Regions from separate parts of the Mus musculus genome. Here all the other regions are linked to region 2. Evidence: chromatin contacts called from public Hi-C and promoter capture Hi-C data. All regions are on one chromosome and are shown on one strand. Each heading gives the region's core, a stretch centred on a gene start, on an enhancer-like site or on the middle of the called end of the contact. The rest is flanking DNA. Distances are from core to core; before and after follow the strand shown.

Region 1 (3,025 bases), core at 427-2,926, 150 kb after region 2:
TGTCTCACCCAGGGAGGAGTTTGCTCTATAGCATATGGTTCAGGTGATGAGTGAACTGTTGGCGGAGGAAGGATGTGGATCATCACCCAGGCTCCTGCTCCAAACCACAAGTGGGCAGAGCAAGAAGCTGGATCCCTGGGTCAGTGTTTGCTGTAGACCACTCTGTAGTGCTTGGTCTTCAGAGCTTTGGTGTCCAAGCCTTAGGCAGGGGCTTGGAACCCCTCTAAGGAACTCTCCCTCCCACCACTCAGATGTGAGACTGAGCCTGTGTTGAAAGCCTGGAAGCCTGAACCTGAGTCTGCTCCTCTGTCCCTGGAGAGACTGAGACTGTCCTTGGTGGTCAGGCACACTTGTTGCCAGCACTATTTCCATGCCGTTTTCTAGCCTCACTTCATTCCTGGAGGAAGCTGAAGGGTGAGAGAAACCCAATGGGAGCAAAGTGCTCTACCACCAGGCCCATGCCTCCAGTAGGTAGAGGGGCCGGGACAGGAGGATCCGTGTGAGATAACTGCCAAGAGGTGAGTGGGATAGCAGAAACACCAGCCTCTTAACCCTGCCACTGAATACTGTCATCGTCATTGCTAAGCAGATGTCCATCACTTGAGAACAACAGGCCAGGGCTGGGCCAGCCTGTTCTCACTGATCCCACCAGAAATGGCCTCCTTCCAACCAAGACAGCCTAGAGTTACTCCATCTCTTCTCCAGAGGAGACACACCCCTCCGTGTTATCTGGGATGCTTCCGACAAGGATTAGAGCAGGCCTCAACCGGAGTGAGGCCAGGGCTACAGGAAGGGGGTGCATCTAGATCATCTGATGTTGACCCCTGGGCCATGGTTCCCTGCACAGGAGGAAACATCAGTGCCCCCACTGTGGGCTATCCTTCTGCATAGATCCTGAACCCACTGTTTTGTCCCTCTACATAGATCCTGAACCTGGCCTAGGAAGGGAGCCATCCACACTCGGATTTGTAGAAGAGAGTTGAACCCCAGGAAGGGGCAGAGGTTGGCTGGCTGGGAGCTCACCACCTTGTTTGTGAGCCTTTGGACAGAAGCCAAGGGAGAGGTACTGGGAATTCTGGCTGGACCCAGGCAGGAAGAAGGGAAGGGTGGGGTTGAGAAAGTCCCAGAAAGGACTCTGGGCGCTCTGACTCAGCTATTCCAATAGTACTGGAGGATTTTAAAGCATTTATGTATTTATTTATTCAAACGAATTTCACATCAAAAGAATGAAATAATTGATACTATAGCAAGGTATTCTTGCTTGTGGTGAGCAGAAATGTCATAGAATGTCCCCAGGGTAGAAACCAGAAATGGCAGATATCCCAAAGTAAGCAGTCCTTACCAAACGCAGAGGGTTTTTCAGGGTCCACTCCAGGCCAGTGCCAAGTTCCTACCAGGTTTTTCTCCTGACCGTGGCTTAGCAGGACATGGCTACACAAGCCCAGTGAGCGGCCAGCTAGCAGGGGATGCCACACACACAGGGATCTCTGTTATCCACAGCATCACCTTTGCCCCAACTCTCCAAAGCAGCTATGGCCCAGGAAGCAACAGAAAGCAGTACTTAGAGGATGGGATCTGAAGGGTTCACATGCAGAGCTGCTTGCTTCAGTCCTGCTGGTCCCCACCAGGCTTATACAGAGACGGAGCCAGCCAGTACAGGAACAGCACTGGCCTGGTAAGGGAAAGGAGAACACCCCGCCCCAGCTACACCTGCCAAGTAGTCCTGGGTGCTGGGCCTGTGGCCTTAGCTGGCCTGCTCCCTGAGTGGCTGGGCTGCCATACCCATTCCCACAGTATGTAGACACCTTGCTGCGGCTTAACATTGTTTCCAAAAGCTCAGTGGTTATTCAGCCCCTTGGAACACTCTCTCCCTAGGGAGTGGCCTAGCCTCATCACATCTCTGAGACTCCCAGGGCTGGCGTGGGTGGGGAGTGCCTGGACCTCCCAAGAAAGGTTTCAGGGAGTAGTCTCAGTGAGGGGGGTGAACTCACCCTAGCCACAGTGAATTCGGGGGCCCCTTGGCTGGTCTGTGGGGTTTACGAGGTGGGAGGGAGGAGCAGCCATCCGGCTATTCAGGGGACGGTTTTATGGCCCCCTTCCCACCCATTGATGCTGTCGGAGAGATTGATGAACCAATAAGGCAGTTCTCTTCAGACCAATGACCAGACAGTGTGAGACAGGGAGGAGACTGGGGCAAGCGGAGGAAGTTTCCCAGGATGGGGTGGGCTGCTGAGGAGACCGGCTCTTGGTGTTGGCATGTGTAGCCCCAGTGGGAAGACTGGCCAGAAAGAAGCCCTGCCTTGGTGGTTGATCCCGCTGGGAGTGTCCATGTCCGTGTTCTCGGAGAAGCATAGGAAACAAGAGGTACAGTCACCAGAATGTGGCCTCAGCAGCTGGCGATGGCCCCAGAAACCTGGCATGACAGGACGTGTGTGCAAGCTTGGGTTGGAGATACAATGCCCTTTCTCTTCAGCTGGCTTGTAAAATCAAATCTGGCCAATTCAGTGAAACAGGCTTGGGCTGGCTTATGAGTCCCCGAGGACAGAACAGGAATGAGTATGGGACCTCTCCCATCTGTCCTGGGTCCACCACTGTCTCTTGTCTGTATAATGACCTTACCTAGGCACTGGCAGGGTGGACCAGGAACATGGACGGGGCAGGCCCTAACCGGCTGTCCATTCCATGGCATTCCAGGAAAGCGATCCACCAGACTGTGTTCTGTCCTGGCTACATAGCTTATTGTGGCTATGTCTGGATACAGAATGTCTGGATACAGAGTAGGTGTGTGCCCTGCGGCTTCTCATTTCTTAAGCCACCTTTGTCATTTTGCCTATAATTTCTTACACACACACACACACACCTTTAGAGCCTGGTACCCAGCTGTAGCACTCAAGAGTCCCAAGTTCTAGGAAGTTCTTGTCTACTCCAGCAGGTCCTCCCTTGCTGCCCACTGTCCGATGGATTAACCTATAGGAGAAGTGTGGCCTTCTAAACCAGGTGGAACTTGAGGCTTGAAAAGCTGCGG
Region 2 (3,135 bases), core at 570-3,069:
TTCATTGAACTTTCAGAAGAGCAAAGACACCCTTGTCTGCTTCTTAAGGAAAGACAGTCTCAGCAAGGTGTATCCAGCCCCCCATAGTGGAGTCTTAACTCTGCATGGGTGGTTGCTTGAGAGGTAAAGTCTAGGCCATAGTCTCTGTGTGTATATGTAGTACTGTTTGGTGGGACAGACATAAAGTGCCTGCCACTCACCAATCCCTTCAGCACCTGAGAAGCTGCTGGTTTGCTGTTGGACACGGCCTTCCAAAGCCAGGTGAGGTGGTCTTGGCACTGGTGTTGGCAGCTACTTATTCTCAGCAACACTGAGCCCAACAACGAAATGACAACACTGTCTCATCCCCAAAGACTCATTTCTTTCCCAGACTCACTAGGAAGCCTCTCTCCTGTCACCAGTGCATCTGCTTTAGAGCCTGACCCTGTCTCCCACAAGCACTGACCACAATCCCTAGTGGGACCTAGGTGTGGGCCATTTAGACAACTTAAGTGTCAAACCTGGGACTATGAGCTTGGAGAGCCGATAACCTTGGCCTAATGTTTTTGTTTTTGTTTTTGTTGTTGTTGTTGTTGTTTGTTTGTTTAGATAGGTTTAATTTGAATTTGTTGTTGTTGTTGTCTTTTTTGACAGTTTCAGTATAGCCCAGTATAACCTTGAACCTTGAGATGATCCTTCTGCTACCGCATCTTAAGTGCTGGTATTCAAGGTGTGTAGCACTATGTTAGTCAGGATTCTGTAGAGAACAAAACCAGTCAAGTTGTGTGCTACTTAGTTTTGCCAACTTCACACAAGCTTAGATCCACCTGGGAGAAGGGACTCTCATCTGAAGAACTGCCTTCATCAGAGTGGCCTGCAGGCTGGTTTGTGGGGCATTTTCTCGACCACTAATTGTAGAGGAGGACTCAACCTGGGCTGCTTGAAAGATCAGTCAAGCAAGCCTGTAAGCAACATTTTTTCTATAGTCTCTGCTTCAGTTCCCACGTTCAGGTTCCTGCCTCCTGACATAGAAGTATGAGATAAATGAAATAAAACCCCTTCTTAGCAAGTCAGTTTTGACCAGTGTGTTATCACAGCAAGGAGAAGCTAACTGGGATAAACTGACTGCTACCACCCCAGCCACCATGCCTGACTGGCTTACTCTGTTTAACATACAGTGTGTTCTTCCCTCCAATGTCTGCTTCCCAGTTTGCCTCTGCTACTTCTAAAGTCTCCTGCTGCTTCTTGCAGCTTAGGAGACTTGCCCCTGCTCTCGGTTCTTGTTGCCTGCCTACCATCTCCTCCCCTTTCTCCTCCTCCATATCCTTGGTTTTCGGTTTTGTTTTTCTGTTTAATTTTGTGTTATCTACTTCCTCCCTCCTTCATTTCCTTATCCCTGGTCCTCCATTTACCCTCATTTTGCTATCTTGACTTCTTTAGCACATTTAGTTTATGATTGTTCCACTCTGCCCCACCCCCACAAATATCCATCTGTAGTTAAAATAGGTGTGTGGCCCTTCCAGGGCCTTTGGAGCCATGTACCAGAAGCTGGCCTCACCTGTTTCTCTAAGGAGAACACAGGGCATAGTTGTAGAGTAGTATCTCTCCCTCTCTTCTTCCCTTCTTCCCGGGAAGACACTAAAGCATTGCTGATCCAAAGGCCTGTTTTATCGGGCCAGTTCTGGCTGTGATGTAGTCACAGGGGACAAAGATCCTAAGGCACGGATGGTGTTTTTATTTCCATGACTCTGCTGATAAAACACTGAGAAACCTGAGGTCATCATACCAGGGGCTTGAGCTGCACAGAAAAGCCAGGAGCCTAGCAGCTACAGCTAAGCCCAGGGAGTCTGGCAGAGTAGACCAGAATGAGCTTCAGTCAGTACTGGGTTGGGCTGCATCGCCTGCTCACTGAGAGCTAGTGACCTTGCTTGCCAACCTGGAGAGCAGAACTCTGTGCACTTTACCTTCAACATCTGTAAATTGAGGCAATAACCACCTTTTCTACGGTTAGGGTAGAGCGAGTGTAGGAGGAGCTCAGTGTGAGGTGTGTCCTTAGTGTGCCAGCAGGGTGTGTCCTTAGGAAAGGGGAGCAGGAAGCCATGCTGGGCTGAGGAAACTGCTGCTCAAGTAGCGCTTGGTTTGATCACCACATGAAAACGCAGCAGGAGAGCCATGTGAGTAACCCCAGTGCTCAGGGGGCAGAGGCAGGAGGATCCCTGGAGCCTAGAGAACCAGTTAGTGAGTCTCAGGTAATGAAAGAGACTGTCTCCAAGTATGAGGTGGACAGCTCCTAAGGAACACCCAGCGTTTCTCTCTGACTTCCACACATGCACACTGTATTGATAAACGGTAAAGCTTGGAGCTCGGGGGCAGTCCTCAGTTCCTCTGCCATTGTCATAGTGGCCATTTGAGCCAATATGCATCCAGATAAATGAATAATTAAATGTACTGGGCTGGTGAGTTACAGCAGGTAAAGTCACTTGCTGGAAGGAGAGGACCTGACTCTGTAAGCTGATACATTGTCTTCTGACCTTCACACTTGTACCATCACACACACACACACACACACACACACACACACACAGAGAGGAGGGTGGGGCAGCAACTAGCAATAACAATAGCCTTTTCTGCTAAACCTATGTTTCCTGAAACACTCGTTGGATGTAACAATTTTCTCTCAAGCTGTTGAGAACTATGTTAAGGGTAGTTTCACAGGCTAGAAGGAGACCCTGGACACATGACACATATGTAGGAGGTGTGCAGTTCAGTCTCCATGTGATCCCCCCAACAACTGGAGCAGGGGCTCTCCCTAAAGCTGTAGCCTTACTGTGGTATCCCTTCCCCAACAGGGCTGCCTTGTCTGGCCTCAATGAGACAAAATCTGCCTAATCTAGCAGAGACTTGATGTTGGGAGGGGGAGCTCAGGGGACCCCACTCTCTCAGAGAAGAAGGGGATGGGATATGGGGGAAGGATTCTGAGAGAGGGGTTTGGAGGGGGCAGCATTTGGGATGTATATCAATCAATAAATAAATATTAAAAAAAGAAAAGGAAAAAAAAAACCTGATCATCTCCCCCACACACTTTTAAGACTCATCTGCTACAGTGCATCACAGATGAGGAAGATGGAAAGTGGCCGTTCCCTGTTGAGTAGTCAC
Region 3 (3,196 bases), core at 362-2,861, 220 kb before region 2:
TATTACTGCCTCTAAGTAAACCTCACAGCTCCTTCATTCAACATGGAAGACCTTGGCTATATATATATTGGGTCATTTTCAAATGACGTATAGGAGTCAGACTTATACAGAGCAGGGAGAGACAGAAGGGTAGTGATAGGCAGTCTTACTTTACCTTTTAAAATACTGTGTATCTTCTGAGGCTCTCTCAAGACTGAAATAGGCCCAAGTGTTTTCTCTCGGTTGAAAACAACCAGTTAACGATGACCATGTGTCTCAGAACTAAGTAAAAAAAAAAAAAAATGTTTTAACTAGGTGCTTGATAGAAGCCAAAAAGCAAAAGACAGTCAGGTAGAAATTGCACACCCCAACATTCTCTTTGACCTATGTCCTCCTTTCTTTAAATTTAAGGATTTTTCTATGAGGCTGAAGGCGAACACACTAGGCACCTAGATCGGACACACTAGGTAACTAGATCGGACACACTATGTGCCTAGATCTGAGCACTCACCTCTCTGACAGGTACACACCAAGAGCTCACACTTATCCTCACCCAAAGCCTATGCAGTTGGTATCTCACTCTTCACTGCAGAAGACAACACACATTCCATCCACAAACAACCAATTACTAGCTCAAGGTTAAAGCATTTAGTAGCTTAAACAGGATTTGAACCGAAAGCATGTGTAGTTTACAGGGGTCCGCCAAAGCCACATCCTACCCAGAGCCTCAGATTGAGATGTCATTTGGAAACAATCTTCATAAATGTGCCACTGCATTCTGCAGTGAGATAGCCCCTAGCTCAAGAGACAGTGTCTTTGGAGGAGCCACTGATACACAGAGACACCACCTGATGGAGGGAAATGCAACAATTACAGCGACTAAGATTGTTGGTCACCCATAGACTAGACAAAAAACAGATTCTCCTTAGTCTTCAGAGAACATGACTTTTTGGACAATTTGATTTCAGACTCCAGAACCATCAGTGAATTTCTGTCACTCTAAGCTACCCACTCCATGATCCCAAGGAATGTGTCCTAAAACCAGGTTATTCTAGGAATTTTGGAAAACAAATGGAACTTACCAAATGCTCACAGCCCTGTGTTCCAGGACCAGTCACTATAAACTATGAATGTTTACGTTTTCTCCCATTATTTTTGACATCCATCCTATTAAATTCTGTTTCAAAAGAGAGGCTGGAAACATGGCTCAGCTGGTAAAAGACTTGCCTAATATACCCAAAGCCCTGGGTTTGATTTCCAAAACCTCACAAACATAGCACGATGGTGCATGCAATGCTAGTATTGGAGAAATGGAGACAGCTGACTAGATGTTCAATGTCATTCTCAGCTACATAGTGAGTTCAAGGTCAGCTTCGCACTTCTTGAGATTCTATCTTAAAACAAGAAAATAGTAATCCCTTATGCGTTTTCTCTCTTGGTTGGTGTGCAGTAAGAATGTTTTTAATTTTCTGCATATGACTCTTTAAATGGTCACCATCATCCTGATTTTAGCTCCTTGAAAACAGAGCAGGTGGAGACCATAACCTATGCTCTTTGGTTTGGAACCCTGAGGCTAATGACACAGCTGGCCATGGAGAAATCCCCAGGAGGTGGCAGTATGGGTCATGAAACCACCAATCCACACAAAACCCCTGAATTACAAGCCAGTGACTCCTCTGGTACAACCAGCAAACCTGGGCCTTTCTACACAGCACTGGAAACAGCAGCCAGATCATGAGAGAGAGAGAGAGAGAGAGAGAGAGAGAGAGAGAGAGAGAGAGAGCGAGCATGTGAGGTGATTGTTTTCCAACCTTGTGTGGTCTTTTATTCTTGTTAAAGAGGAAAGCCTTGAATTAAAATGCTAACCTTCATTTAAAGAAAGCTATGGCTCAGACCTTGGAGATGTTTGTTAGCGATTTCAACATGTCAATATCACCTCGCTATCCTGTCTTCTGTTGGTCTAAGAGTTCCAGGCAGAAACCTCTTAGTGTCAGTATTATTTAGATTTATGAACAATAGTGAGGACCAAAATAGAGAGATCACAGAAGGATGGAAGAAATGGCACATGGGCTCTTTTTAATCCCTTCAAGTTCATGATCCTCTTGGCCTCTGTCTTCAGAATGCTAAGGTCACAGATACACTCACTATGCACCACAATCTATTTCTTCAGTGCTCACTGGCTCCATGAGCCTCAGGTTCCCTTAACTCTCTAACCGCAAGAATCTTCATTTGTTTTAGCTTTGTTGTTTGCTTTGTTTTGTATGTATAGCATGTCACCTTGATTCGCAATGTTGTATGTAGCACAGCTCAGGAGAGAAAGTGACTTAAAAAACTACAAAGTAGAAGTTGTACTTCAGAAATACTGTTTCCATAAGTGTAGTCTAGGTGTGAGTGACTCTTAAGCACCATTGGATTATAGTTACCCACTGTGCCTGTTAAAATGTGGCTTGGTAAGGTCTGCCCTGGGGTTTCTGGTTCAGTAAGTCAAGGGTGGGGCAGAAAATCTGCAGTTGAAACCTACTCCCAGTGCTACTGTCACTGTGATCGATAAGGACCTCAGAGAGTTGCTTAATGGAGCTATGTCAGGACAAGTTGGTACTTGGGACACAAAATTTAGGAGTGTTGTTGTTGGGAAATGCTGTCCTAGTCTTCCTCTCCTGGGTGTTGTCATAGATGATGTCATCATACTAATCATGTCATTTCCAGCAGAGACAGTAGTTTCTTTTTAATTGTGTGTATGAATGTGTCTCTGTGTGGGTATGTGTGTGTGAATGGGAATGCCTGGAAGGCCAGAGATTTGATTCCTTGGACATGGAGTTACTGGCAGTTGTGCACCTCATGTGGGTGTTGGGGACTGAACTTGGGTCCTCTGTGAGAGCAGCAAAGCTATCTCTCCAGCCCCAGCATTTTCTGACTATGATGCCAGTTTCCCCCAATGATCTTCCCTAGTGGAAATGAATAATGATATCAACATAGTCTATAGGATACCTTTAAAGCCTAAAGAAAAGCTCAGTAAAGGCCAGGCCCCTGACTCAGAAAACTACAGGACATGGTTGTGTCTGGGATATCCCTGGGATTTCAACCCCTTGCCAATATTCATTTCTCTGTAGTATTCAGCTATTCCTGATATAATATGTACTTGTAGAGTGGGCTCATTTCTTGCTCGCTGAATGCCTTGGTCAATACTACAAGATACCTAAGATCAGATGACTTATGA

What was found. Hi-C and Micro-C count contacts between places; a contact is called where the count stands out from the background. Capture Hi-C pulls out chosen DNA fragments and counts their contacts.
Region 1: a promoter capture Hi-C map of adipose tissue shows a contact between it and region 2. The contact joins two enhancer-like sites. A contact is called at or near these places in 4 of 39 promoter capture datasets (the C10 cell line, cranial neural crest, hematopoietic stem and progenitor cells and 1 more), 1 of 484 Hi-C or Micro-C datasets (embryonic stem cells), 3 of 115 datasets of contacts at active chromatin or transcription factors (embryonic stem cells and heart atrium) and 3 of 9 other capture datasets (adipose tissue, liver and pancreatic islet).
Region 3: a contact with region 2 is called in a Hi-C map of embryonic fibroblasts, with 2.8 times the contacts expected there. The contact joins two enhancer-like sites. A contact is called at or near these places in 1 of 39 promoter capture datasets (hippocampal neurons), 2 of 15 datasets of contacts at CTCF or cohesin (large pre-B cells and pro-B cells), 9 of 484 Hi-C or Micro-C datasets (the HPC-7 cell line, the N1E-115 cell line, adipose-derived mesenchymal stem cells and 5 more) and 2 of 115 datasets of contacts at active chromatin or transcription factors (double positive thymocytes and large pre-B cells).

What each region holds. Positions count from the first base shown.
Region 1 is chr13:63,303,530-63,306,554 of GRCm38.p6, forward strand. It overlaps a transcript of Aopep not described here and a transcript of Fancc not described here. Among named protein-coding and RNA genes, the nearest start is that of Mir3074-1, 3.8 kb to the left of the region's middle. Within about 2 kb of position 1,677, at least 90 of the 459 cell types and tissues checked have an H3K27ac peak or open chromatin away from gene starts, as enhancers often do. A contact at or near this core is called in adipose tissue, where this site is marked.
Region 2 is chr13:63,149,447-63,152,581 of GRCm38.p6, forward strand. All of the region lies in intron 5 of Aopep (aminopeptidase O), which reads left to right. Among named protein-coding and RNA genes, the nearest start is that of Gm30409, 19 kb to the left of the region's middle. Within about 2 kb of position 1,820, at least 37 of the 459 cell types and tissues checked have an H3K27ac peak or open chromatin away from gene starts, as enhancers often do. A contact at or near this core is called in adipose tissue, where this site is marked.
Region 3 is chr13:62,925,065-62,928,260 of GRCm38.p6, forward strand. No RefSeq gene overlaps it. Among named protein-coding and RNA genes, the nearest start is that of Gm40981, 8.8 kb to the left of the region's middle. Within about 2 kb of position 1,612, at least 19 of the 459 cell types and tissues checked have an H3K27ac peak or open chromatin away from gene starts, as enhancers often do.